Linked DNA regions of Hordeum vulgare: region 2 is linked to region 1. The links are chromatin contacts, called in public Hi-C maps. All regions are on one chromosome and are shown on one strand. The core of a region is the stretch at or near the end of the contact, and the rest is flanking DNA. Distances in the headings are between cores, read along the strand shown.

The links. Hi-C and Micro-C count contacts between places; a contact is called where the count stands out from the background.
Region 2: a contact with region 1 is called in a Hi-C map of seedling, with 3 times the contacts expected there. The contact joins the promoter of LOC123449066 here to the promoter of LOC123449060 in region 1. A contact is called at or near these places in 2 of 6 Hi-C or Micro-C datasets (leaf and seedling).

What each region holds. Positions count from the first base shown.
Region 1 is chr4H:483,824,444-483,830,836 of MorexV3_pseudomolecules_assembly, forward strand. LOC123449060 (LRR receptor-like serine/threonine-protein kinase FEI 1) reads right to left here and starts at 3,431. Exons shown (of 14, transcript XM_045126144.1): 1 at 3,135-3,431; 2 at 2,483-2,687; 3 at 2,238-2,373; 4 at 1,992-2,063; 5 at 1,809-1,880; 6 at 1,514-1,585; 7 at 1,204-1,275; 8 at 1,034-1,105; 9 at 805-902; 10 at 385-543; 11 at 1-303. The coding sequence starts at 2,576.
Region 2 is chr4H:484,420,431-484,427,494 of MorexV3_pseudomolecules_assembly, forward strand. LOC123449066 (LIM domain-containing protein WLIM2a-like) reads right to left here and starts at 4,320. Exons shown (of 5, transcript XM_045126150.1): 1 at 3,889-4,320; 2 at 3,452-3,557; 3 at 3,321-3,358; 4 at 3,148-3,237; 5 at 2,364-2,872. The coding sequence starts at 4,020. The coding sequence ends at 2,624. LOC123449065 (OVARIAN TUMOR DOMAIN-containing deubiquitinating enzyme 3) reads right to left here. Exons shown (of 8, transcript XM_045126149.1): 6 at 6,939-6,993; 7 at 6,575-6,628; 8 at 5,567-5,850. The coding sequence ends at 5,713. LOC123449064 (cytosolic enolase 3) reads left to right here. Exons shown (of 11, transcript XM_045126148.1): 7 at 140-238; 8 at 325-410; 9 at 473-559; 10 at 1,040-1,237; 11 at 1,378-1,734. The coding sequence ends at 1,452.

The DNA of each region.
Region 1 (6,393 bases), core at 2,181-4,680:
GAAGGTAGTCATATATCAACAGTTTTGATGAAGGGGAATTGCAATAGCCACGGAGATTGACCAAATTACGGTGCTTAACACTTCCCAATATCTCAAGTTCTCTATCAAAGAATTTATCACGCCCTTCATTTGTTTTCACTATCCTTTTCAATGCAAAAACGCTGCCATCATCCATTGCAAGTTTGTACACAGTCCCAAAGCCCCCTGCTCCAATGATATTTTCCTCATCCATGGTCTCTAGTTTCTTAAGGATGTCTTTTGTGGAGTAAGGGAGGTCCCCATGGAACATTACAACAGAAGAACCTGAAATGATAAGCAAGGTTATAACAAAATTTCTTTATAACATGTGAAGTACTAGCTCAACATAATTCATGGCATTGTTACCTCCACATAGTTCCACCCTGAAACCATGGATATCTTTCTTCCCGAAATTTTTGTACAGAAAACAACCCCAGAAACACATCAGAGCCACTAATAGCAGAGCTCCCACTGTCGCGACCGCACTTATAACAACTCTGGCAGAACTCCTTTTATTTTGTTCATCTACCATAATAGAATATCAAAACACATAAGAACGCAAAATTATTTTGAACTGAAAATACTACAGGCCCACTGTTGAAATTAAGCATAGAAGTTAATTTACAGAATGCAAAATTGCCATAGGTGAGTTTCCTAGTGGAACATAAAAGATCTATTAGTTAGTATTGGTGTCAATGATTAAATGCACATTCGACCTTGTCAACAAAAAAGTATTAGACGCATACAACAAATAATGCAATGATACTATGTTCAAATATCTGTTACCTTTCGAAGGCTGTTGAGAGCCATCTAATGGTGATTGAAGTGCATCTTTGCACACTGAATTAATCTGCTTACCACATAAATCACGGTTCCCAATAAAGCTGCATAACCATGTGAAAATTCAGATGGCTAGAAGAAAGAGCAGCTTATGGCACAATGCATACGCCTTTACTCGATTGACTATCCAGATTGAATTAGATATATATAAATAACAAAGGAGAAGACAACTCACGAAGTTTCATTAAAATTTGTAAGCGAACCATCTGATGGTATTGCTCCTGTCAGAAAGTTCATGGATACGTTGCTGCAAAGAATGTGAAAATAATCATTTTTCATGGGCTGGTAGCATGTAGCTTACCATAACAGGTTTAGTCAGCTTATGGACATAAAAAAAGCACTTACAATGATGAAAGTTTGGTCAGGTTATCAAGAGAATACGGGATTGATCCCTTCAACGTATTGCTGGATAAGTCTCTGGATAAAATAAACATGTTTCAGAAATAGAAATTAATATCTAAATTACTTAAACAGGGAAAGTTAATTTATCTACATTTCAATGCATATAATTTGTGTTCAAGCCTTCTTATATGACCCATTACTGTAAAATGGTACATAGCAGTTGTAGTGACATTAGTCTAACATGAGGTATTTATCTGATGCGAAATTAATGATCAAATTTAATAAAGAAGCTAACACTACACAGAGGACTCACAATGTCTCAAGTTCAACCAGATCACCAAATTCCGAAGGGATATATCCACTTATATAATTTCCTTGTAGATATCTGCAAGTCATTTCACAACAGAAGAAATAAGAGGCTGATTTCACAGAAGAAATAAAAGCAAAAATTCCATGCTAGAAGTTCTTTGGCACAGATACAAGAAGCTTGTGACCAAAACAGTAAATGACGGGCTATCCTCATGATCATTAATTATCAGTTGCAGCATCTAACATTTCATTCGATGGGAAAAAATATATGCAGCAACCAGAATCCCTGTAACACTTACAGTTGTTGCAACTTGGTACAATTTCCTAGCTCGGGAGGGAGTGAACCATACAAACTGTTCCCCTGTAGTGATCTAATGACATAAAACACATTTATATCAAAGACTAAGTTCTTTGATATACAAGGCACGGATCAACAGGGAAATAGTTAAGAAATGCAAAAAAGAAAAGGTGAACACACTTACAAAGTCTGCAGCTGATTTAGCCTTCCAACTTCTGGTGGTATGGGCCCTACTAACTTGTGATACGGGAGAATCCTAAATGGAGGGCAACGAGTTACCAGATATTTATGGAGATGCAATTCAAAATACTGAATATGAATATTTCAGGAGCAAAATATGAACACCAAATAACTGAAGCAAAGCAGTGAGTGGATAGGTTAAGAAGTTGAGCAAATCACACTTAAACCCAGTTAATATACAGTTCCTTACAGATAAATCACTCTCTTGCTGTGATTATCGCATTTAACACCCTTCCAGTTGCAGGGATCCACGTCTTGTTCATGCCAATTCAGAAAGATCCCATCTGAATTTGTAATTGCCTTCTTAAAGGCGAGAAGTGCTTCACCTGTAGGAAACGGTTCGTAGAAGATTAGTATTTTTTTTATAAAGAGATTAGTATTGGATAAGCAGAAAATAATAACTCGAATGGGCTGTGTGAAATAGCAGCCACATACCATCTGAACTTAGCGTTCTTGCTGCACGAGCCCCACAGAAGAGGATGATGAGAATAAAGAGGAAACTGGGCTGTTTTCTCAGAAAATAGCCCATTTATCACCACCTGGTGAAGCATAAAAGGGTGGCTAGAGCATATTCCAGAGGTCATGAATGAGGAAATATGGTATGCATCTTTACAATCGGAGAGAACCCAGCCAACCAACCCTGCAATGGTGAAAAGAAAACCAGAACAAATCAACAATTATATAGTAGTAACAAATTGAAGACGCGCTCAGAGAAATCCTAAGCCATGAACGGCGGAGAGAAAACAACAGATCGAATGCAGTAACGGTATCCGGCTTTTGGCAGGAAATTGGCGGCCATGGTATGGGAACTAACTGAAGCAACATTTTCGGTCTTTTTTATGCAAAAATAATCCTTTCGTCCAGGCCAACCGAACTAGCTCCTTTCAAGCATCTGACTTGGGGATTCCCCAAATCCAAGAAAATAAATCTACAGGACGGAAGCATCAGGCAGGCTCGTTTCTCAAATCGGGAACCATTAGCGGATCTAGATGGCGTGAGCGGCACGCCCAGACGTACCCCGGAGCAGAAATCCTGGAGCTCGGTGGGGTTTAACTAGGACCGCCGCTGGATGAGAATGAGCTCGTACCGCAAACCCTCGACGGGGCGGAGGCAGCAAGAGCGCGATCTTGCGGGGAGGAGGACGGCGGCGACGGTAAGCTGCTGCGGCGCGGCGGCGGGCGGTGGAGAGCCGCGTTGGGTTGGGATGATTGGTAGGTCGGGACTCGAGGAGGAGGAGGTCAGGGAACAGAGGTGCCGACGATTAGCGGTGGGAGGGGGAGGATGTGAGCTGCGAGTGGGAGGAAGCGGCACTGGGTGTGGTGCGGTGTGGTCACTGTGGTGGTGAGCAGAGCTGAGAGCACTGAGCAGAGTGAGGGGGGAGGGGTAAATGGGTCCGAGGGGATTAGGCAGCCGGTGATGGTGCGGGAGTGGGACTGAGCAAGCAGCGAGTAGGAGGGGGAGTGTGGCCGCGAGAGAGTGCGGTTTTGTCCGCGCACGGCGTCAGCGACGGCGGCACACGGGACGGGGCCAACAGCTAATCGCTCAGTTGTTAGTACAGAATTGCCTTGCATGATCTACGGAATTTGTCTGATTAGATTTATTTACCGATCTTTATGGTCGCCGATGGTCTAAAGTTGGCGAGCTCGTACCGTCTTGAGCTTGCGGAAAATTACGAAAATGACCTGGTCCGGTGCATAATGGGGGCAAGCTCGTTGTCTGTATTGCTGTTTAGCAGTTATCACTGTGTTAAGGTGTTTGTACTTATACCCGGAAAAATGTGCTTGTGTTATGGCACGCAAAGTGACAATGACATCTCACTTTGTTGGATTATTATATATGGGTTTTCTCTCACAAAAAAAAAGGTGCATATGGGTTTAGGCCCGTATAATCAAAAATCCATGGTTAATTTCTATATTATTATTTTTTGCCAATTGATGCCAATCGCGACAATACCATTGTGTACGAAACATATGGACGCCTTTTGATCATGGATATATGAGAACAGGATTTTCAGTGTCCAGTCAACGCACAAAATGTTTGTTTCCACAAAGTTGTGGTTTGAAGCGTGGCTAGATGAATGTGGTGATTCGTCAAATTCATATGCAGAAAAGAAGGCGTGGACTAGCGTGTGGAAAACTCAAGTGCCATCAAAAGTTAAGATATTTCTTTGGAGATTAGCTCAACAATCTCTTCCCTCCATTGATTTACTCTCTCATCCAAATATGTCAACTACATCAACTTGTGGAATTTGCGGTTCACGAGATTCTTGGCAACATTCCCTTCTCCATTGCCATACGGTGAGGTGTGTTTGGGCCCTTGAAGACCCGACATGGTCGAGGCTATAGATAGCACCAGAGAACCAGATGCTAAAAGGTGGTTGTTTCCACTGATCGATGAACTACCTCATGACGATTTCATCAGGGTCGTGGTCACCCTTTGGGTTGTGTGACACGTAAAAAAAAGCGCTCCATAAACATACCTTTCAGTCGCCTCACTTTACGCACCATTTTGTGATTAGCTATATAAGGGAGCTGGGTGAATGTGTGCCTTAGAAACCTCACACAACACTAGTGACCAGATCAGTACACATGCGCTCGGTGCCACCGGCCGCTGGACATGCAAAAATCAAAGTAGATGGTGCTACTTCACGTGGCTTGGACAGGGGCTCGTATAGCGTCGTATTCAAATATGATACAGAACGGTTTTGCTAAAACTCATCTAGCTGAGTTTTAGTTATGTTTCATTCTTCTTTTATAATCATTGGATGTGATTATAAGAGCATCTTTAGTCGTTCGGCCCCCAAGGGCGTGAAATAGCACCGCCTAGGGGCGCGCCGTCGGAAAAGTCACCATGGGCGGCTCAGGTTCCCAGCCCCCACCCCCGAAGGTCGCCCCCAGCCGCCTTTCAATCGCCTCACTTTACGCACCATTTGTTCCGAGGCCATGTCTCATGTGTTCCGAGGTCATGTTTGCACATGCTAGGCTCGTCAAGCTTAACCCGAGTGTTCCGCGTGTGCAACTGTTTTGCACCCGTTGTATGTGAACGTTGAGTCTATCACACCCGATCATCACGTGGTGTTTCGAAACGACGTACTGTAGCAATGGTACACAGTCAGGGAGAACACAATTTCATCTTGAAATTTTACTGAGAGATCACCTTATAATGCTACCGTCGTTCTAAGCAAAATAAGGTGCATAAAAGGATTAACATCACATGCAATTCATAAGTGACATGGTATGGCCATCATCTTGTGCTTCTTTATCTCCATCATCAAAGCACCGACACGATCTTCTTGTCACCGGTGCCACACCATGATCTCCATCATCATGATCTCCATCAACGTGTCGCCATAGGGGTTGTCGTGCTACTTATGCTATTACTACTAAAGCTACGTCCTAGCAATATAGTAAACGCATCTGCAAACACAAACGTTAGTTTAAAGATAACCCTATGGCTCCTGCTGGTTGCCGTACCATCGACGTGCAAGTCGATATTAACTATTACAACATGATCATCTCATACATCCAAGATATCACATCACGTCATTGGCCATATCATATCAAAAGCATACCCTACAAAAACAAGTTAGACGTCCTCTAATTTATTGTTGCATGTTTTACGTGGCTGTTATGGGTATCTAGTATGAGCGCATCTTACTTACGCAAAAACCACAACGGAGATGTGCAAATTGCTATTTGACCTCTCCAAGGACCGCCTCGGTCAAAACCAATTCAACTAAAGTTGAAGAAACTGACACCCGACAGTCATCTTTATGCAACGAGGTTGCATGTCAATCGATGAAACCAGTCTTTCGTAAGCGTACGAATAATGTCAATCCGGGCCGCTTCAATCCAACAATACCGCCGAATCGAGAAAAGACTAAGGAGGGCAGCAAATCGAACATCACCGTCCACAAAACCCTTTGTGCTCTACTCGAGATTGTTGGAATTATGCCCTAGAGGCAATGATAAATATAGTTATTATTATAATTCCTGTATCAAGATAATTGTTTATTGTCCATGCTATAATTGTATTGAATGAAGACTCATTTACATGTGTGGATACATAGACAAAACACCGTCCCTAGCATGCCTCTAGTTGGCTAGCCAGTTGATCGATGATGGTCAGTGTCTTCTGATTATGAACAAGGTGTTGTTGCTTGATAACTGGATCACGTCATTAGGAGAATCACGTGATGGACTAGACCCAAACTAATAGACGTAGCATGTTGATCGTGTCATTTTGTTGCTACTGTTTTCTGCGTGTCAAGTATTTATTCCTATGACCATGAGATCATATAACTCACTGACACCGGAGGAATGCTTTGTGTGTATCAAACGTCGCAA
Region 2 (7,064 bases), core at 3,070-5,569, 600 kb after region 1:
AACATGGAAAATAATGAGTTTTTTCAAGCTAGAAACAGTGAGCTTGAATAGCAGTCAGATGTATATTGCAGGCTATTGTTGACTAATCTTACTATTTTAGTGAGTTAACTTCCCTGCTTGCTCATGCATCTCTTTGCAGGAAAGAAATATGACCTGGAGTTCAAATCTGCAAAGAAAACGGGGCAAAATTTCAAAACTGGGGATGATATGATTGAGATTTATAGTCAACTATGTTCAGGTATCACTTGTTTGTGGATTTACATATTCTGGAAGACAAATCTCTTGACTTCATGAACCTTATATTTCCTCTTTTTTGTAAACTAGAGTACCCACTTGTCTCCATTGAACAGCCCTTTGACAAAGATGACTGGGAGCACTCGAAAAAGTTTACCACCCTAGAGCTATGTCAGGTACCTATTGTGCTTTTATTTTCTATTTTCTGTCAGGGGCTCATGCCATAATGCATTTGCAGGTTGTAGGAGACGACTTATTGATGTCAGATCCTGAACGCATCAAGCGGGCAGTAAATGAATATACTTGTGACGCTCTTACTCTCAAGGTAAGTCACAAATCATTCATTTGTCTATTGATGTTTATGAATTTGTTAATGCTGCTTTGTGCAAGTTACTGGGACCCCGAAGGCTAACAATACCACATAGACTCTGGAATTAGGCATTTTTAAGCTGGAACAAGCCACAATTCATTTTGACTAACCACAGCAATCTTTGTTCCTGGATACTCAGTGTGGTTTTTTGTTTGATTGAATGCCGCTCCTTCCATTTTGTGCTTATTATTTTGCATGACATGATTTGAGTTTAAGGGCACTTACACACAATTTGATGTAGTGCTTGAATTCACGAAGATGAGCAATTAATTGTTGAACTGATTGTAGGCACATAAGGTTGCAAGAGCCACATGGTTGCACATGTAGTACTTGCCTCCTTGATTCTTACTTACTCTCTTGATTTCCTTAACTGTCCATGGATTCTCTTTTTCATATACCTTATTATGTGTTTCCTCTTCTTTTTCATGTGTGTAGGGAAGTCAAGTGGGCACTGTCACTGAGGCCATAGAGGCTGTGAAACAGGCAAAGGATGCTCATTGGGGTGTGATGGTGTCACATAGGTCTGGGGACACGGATGACCCTTTCATCGCCGACCTGGCTGTCGGTGCAGCAGCTGGACAGATCAAAGCCGGTGCCCCCTGCCGTGGAGAGTGCCTCACTAAATACAATCAGGTTTCTGCTGAATGCTTGATGCCTTTTATGTGAATACATGCACCGAAGCATTTGACTAAAGTCATAGTGCTATATGGTCATTCTAAATAGCTTATTTTGTCTTGAATGGTCTTTGATGACTGTGTGCATTGTCTCTGCAGCTTCTAAGAATAGAGGAAGAACTTGGAATCGAAGGTGTGTACGCTGGTGAAAATTGGAGAACTACCGCAAGCTGACTTGTGGCTCACTGGATTCGTCGATGTGATTTGGGTGGTTCTGTAGAAATGTGTTATGTTCTGGCTCAGCAAAGGCACGGAAAGAGGGTAGCTTAACAAACTGGGGAAACTTTCAGGCACACATTGGTTTCTTAGATGTAGTGGTTGAACTGCTGGGGCTTTACTTGTGAGAGATGTTCAGCTATGCCTTTTTCCCTTTTTCATTTCTATACGGTATGGAATGGATCGTGCAGAAGATACATGAATTTGAGAATGGGTTTAAAGGAGTAGAATTTTCATATACACAATTCCAGTGTACTCCAGTTTTATGTTTGAAATTCGCCAGATATAGTTAAATGCAAAGTGTTTGTGTTCTACGGAGGCAGTTTGCGTGAGCACATCTTACTTAATGGAGATCTCTTAGGCCCTGTTTGGAACCACAATAGATTATGATAATCTAGATTATGAAGATAGATTATATAATCTGATTTATAAAAGTAATTTAGTGAACATGTTTGGAGGTCAGATTATATAAACTGTAATTCAGGTTTTATATTGCATAATGACCTGTCTGTCCTTTGTTTTTTAAAAGGAGGGTGGCGATGGCAGGAATGTAATTATCTCCAACTTTACAAGGGTAATGGATCATTAGCAATCCATAATCTGATTTTAGCTGGGGAAGAGTAGATTGTGAGTTTTAATAAGCTGTCCATCTAGTTTTATAATCTACACCATAATCTGTTCATATAGTTTTTGTAATCTACACCATAATCTGTTCATATAGTTTTTATAATCTACACCATAATATATCCTGTTTAGAGATAGAATAAATTATAAAAACTGAATTATATAATTCGAGTGGTTCCAAACAGAGCCTTGCTAATGTGGTAGAAATTGTGACCAGACAGGAAAATGGTGCTCATCAACGCAGCTGAAATATTGATGCACTGAGGCACCACAAGAACTCATTATACCAGTACCTGATGCACAGCAATTTCAACAGTTTCTTTCGGAATGACATCAACTCCATGGTTCAACAACGTGATCCAGCTAGCACACAAGGAGATACGAAATTGATAGGTCCTGGTATCCCCGGAGCTTGAACACAGCATACAGCAGGTTACAATCGTAAATAAAGAGCAAGGCTTCCAAACTTCCAGCCTCAAAGCCCACTTTAAAGATGGCAGCATAATCAGGAGGATTCAGCAGCCGCCTGTGCTGTTTGTGCCGCGGCCTGTGCGGTTTGCGCCTCTGCTGCGCGCTTGACCGATGCGCACTTGATCAGATGGTTGTAGCTCCCCTTCTCCTTGAAAAGCTGTGAGAAATGGTGCTTGCAGTAGAGGATGCCTTCCAAAGCCGCGTAATTGGAGGGCGAGAGGGCGCAGCCTCCATGAGAGCATTTGAAGCAGGACTTGTGGTAAGACTTCTCTTCAACTGTCACCTGCAAGATTTAGTTTAACAACTAGGCATGAGTCATCTGCATGTTCTGGAGGCTTTAGGATATGACTGAAAAGGAAATTGATGATTCAAGACGATTATCATGGAAGTCTGCTTGCCTAAAAGGTATACAGATCATTAAACAAAGTAAAGTGAAGGCTATACAGCTATATACCCTTGTGTTCAATCACAAACGGTCAACCGACAGTTTTCACATTCTGAAACTTACGATTCTTTCGTGAAAATGACGAAATTGACTAGAATGTACAATTGTGTTACCTTCTCAAGAGGGTATGCTGTTTTACCACAAGTGGCGCACTTGTCCTGCGTTCCAGAAAACATGCCAGCAGCTTTGCTTGGCGATCTAGTCTGAAAAAGCGCATTCCACATAATAAGGCTAACTGAGCAAAGAGATAAAAGACACATGTACATGCAGCCTATATGGTACAGACCAGCTCAGGAGTCAACTTGTCCGTTGCAGATTTCGCGGCTGAAAGAAGCAAAACCAAGGATCAGGACACATTCGATCAAGGAAATAACAACGTCTGTCATGCTTGCAGATTAGTATTAAATGGAAACCTACGGGATTGTGACTGGAAGCTCTTATTGTAGCTCCCGGTCTCCTTGAACAGCTGCGCGAAATGGGGCTTGCAGTAGGGCACCCCTTCGAACGAGGAGTAGCTGCTAAACTGCCAAACAGCAAAAACAAGATGTCCAGATAGATTGTTATTTCTCTTACTTGTTTTTACCAATCCAGAGAAGGTGAAATGAACAAAGCCATGGTGATCTCCTATGTCCTATCCTAGGCAGGCACACGATTCTGACAGGGAATTCAAGCGCCAGATCCGTGCGGCAGACCAGTCCGCAGATCTGACATCGCATTTCATTCTACAGATCCGTCGACGACCGTTGACATCCACCCGACGATCTTCTTGGTTGTCTCCCGGAAGTAAAAGAAGACGGCCGGCGATGGTAGAAACTAGAAAGATGATAGGAAGGCAAAGAGGGGAGATGACATACGGAGAGGGTGGACTTGCAGTGGTGGCACTTGAAGCAGGCGCGGTGGAAGACGGCGCCGTCGGTGGAGAGCTGGTCCATGGGGTAGACCGTCTTGGTGCACACCTTGCACTTCTGCTGCGTCCCGCTGAACATGGTCGCCGCCGTCGCCGTGGTCTCCCTCTCCCCCGATCTGATCTCTGCCTGCCCCCCTGCGCCCGATGCGACGATGCGACGAACAACCCCACGAGCGCCCCCAATGGCCGCGCTTATATACTCGGCAGAGGACGGACGGACGGATGGATGGAATGAATTATGGCGGTCTCTCGATCGGGCCGGCTCACAGTTGCCGCGGCGGAAAGAAAAAGGGAACGAACGAACGAAGCGAAGGGGGAGGGAAAGGGCGGTGGGATGAGGGTGCGGGGCCCGCCGCGCGCTACAGCAGTGCTCATTAACGAGTACGCAATTGATTAATTATTACAGCCTTCTATAGTAGAGCGTGCTGCTGCTGCTGCGCGCACGAACGTGGCCCCGGCTGGGCGGCTGCCGGGGGGCCCGGAAGCACGCGGGGGCCCGGCTGCCAGTGGGTGTGCGGTTGGTGGCGGCCACGCGGGGACGGAGCTCTTCTGGGTCTCGGTCTGACTGGCGCGAGAAGTGCAGCAGAAGCAACGGCTACGACTGCTGGTATCCGCATCGATGCGGGGGGCCCAGTGGTCAGCCCCTGCGACGGCGAGAGGTGAGAGATATTCTTTGGATATAATTTGTACTAATTGTTGGAGTATTTTTTTTTTCGGGGTAGGAATATGTAGGTGCGGGGAGTATAAAGGGAGGGAGATATTATTGGCTGCCGCAGCGGCGAGCGGTGCGGCCCACGTCGGCCAGCTCTTTCCCTGCTGCCTCGCCGGACCACTCTGCCTGTTTGGTTTTGTTTGCTGGAGGCAGGGAGCGCACTGCGTAAGCATTAACTCTTCTTTCCTGTATTGTTATTGCATGCACGCCTAAACGGAAGAGGCTGGGGCGTGGGGCCGGGCCGTTTAGGTTTGGCGAGTGGGCCGGTGCCAACTGCGCTACTAGCACGCACGGCATCGACGCACTGCCGTGGTCATTTACTATTTGCTCATTTATTTGCTCCTGCGTGGCCTGTCTCTCTGTGCTTATTATACGGGCAGGCTACAGCTCATTTTTGTAACGCCGGGTTCAAGCATGTTTAGGACTTGACTCTTGGAGCATACTGGAATGTGCTCGTGATAACCATCACGTTTGTTCATTGGGCCGGACGGGACGGTAACCCCCCCCCCCCCCCCCCCCCCCCCCAACAAAAAACACGCCCGTACAGCTCATCCAACGAATATATCATTCCGTTCAGCAGTGCTTTGCGTCTTTGCGAGACGATATACCTGCACCCACATGATGATTGGATTTGAAGCGAGCCTCGTCGTCAACCACCGAGTGCGACCAAGGCACCATTATCCTGCCCGGCACCAACCGGAAAACGCAATCAACAACCCCACGGCACGACGCCAACCAAATCACTTCCAAAGCAGCACTGGCCTCCACGCCATCACCATCACCATGCAGCAGAGACATAGTTAGCTCGTGTGGCGCTATCACCAGGTTCAGGCCGGTGGTAATTCTAGCTCCAAATCCACAAATTCCCAAAATGCCCATGACCGTGATGAACGAAACAGCGGTTACAGCATCATAACCGAAGAACAAGAGCTTAATTAGCAGGATCGAAGAATGTAACCATGGAAAGAAAACGGGAATTTATATATGTGCCACGGATGGGCGGTGTGGCTGCCGGTATTCTGTCTGATGCTTAGCCCGGACGTGTCTCATGTGCCCATTTTATATCAGCAGATCATAGTGGTTCTTCCCGCTGTATAATAGCCTCACCGGCACCCGTTTCTTCCCCTCTTTTGAGTCTTTGGTAAACTCCAACCCGTACTCGGCAATTGGGATAAACCCGTTGCCCCGTCCGCGGTACTGTTGCACAAAGGAAGGGCAGATTAAGTTCGAGATGAAGTGAGAAAAAAGGTGACAAGCACCGAGTCAAGCATAATATACAGGGCAAACATGATTGCAGTGAAAAGGATAAAATGGTGCAATAAATCCACACGGTGTTTCCAATTTTGGAGACACGTTGGATTTAAACATCGAAATAATGCAAAAGGAAAGGTATCCACCAATCTTTCAAACAGTTCAATTTGCACTTCGCAGACGTCTTTCCAATTAATTATGCCCGGAATCTGGGATGTTGGGGATTCAGAACTTCGGGCCAAGGAAACAGAAACCAAAATGCAGTTTAGATTTTCAACACCACTCTGAAGGAAACTTTAGGCAGATTGTCTAGTTCCAAACGAACTTTTAGTTTTTGTTATTGAAGTACCAAGAAATCTTGGCTACATATTATCAATTGCTAGTATGTGTGCCTTCTGTTTTCATCAACTTTTATCATAGTACAATGCAATGTTCATAGTGATGATGATGGTGTTCTTAAAGTCACTATTCTTCCAAAACCTGTTGTTCAGTTTCTCTCCCTTAACAATAATAAAAGCGAGCTAATTGGATCAACTATTCCATTGATATTTTTTATGAGAATCGCTTCCATCATGTCACAACCATATTATTAAATATAGATGAAGTTTTATTATCCTTCTCCATTCTGCACACATATAGATTCATCGTCACCTAAGGCAGTTGAATTTACCTCACGCTCCGGAATGTAAATAATGATTGGTTGCCGGCACAGTCTAGACAAAACCTGGAAAGAGCAGATGCCGGATGAAAATCATATGTGAATGAGCCATGTATACAGATATAACAATTTAAGCAACAAATACAATATCAATCTACTCAGAAATGGGTGGCCTACTTTAGAACATCCAGAAGTTAAACAGAAGTATATTTTTGACTTTATCACGCTAAAAAGGAAGAATGATGCATGAACTGTACTGCTTAAAACATAAAATGACTGATACATGCGAGTCAGATGTTCTCCAGATGTAATCTGACAAAGAACTGATGCCTCCATCAACTATGCATGTTAACTTTTAGAACCATCAAATCCATACCAAGAGTTCTGACTCTCCGCCCCAAAAATCAGGTCGCCTTATCCTTTGGCAGTATCTACAAAAGCAGGCATAGCCGTTAGCATATCTAATTTCATGATATTGAAGTAAATAAAAAAGCTATAGGAA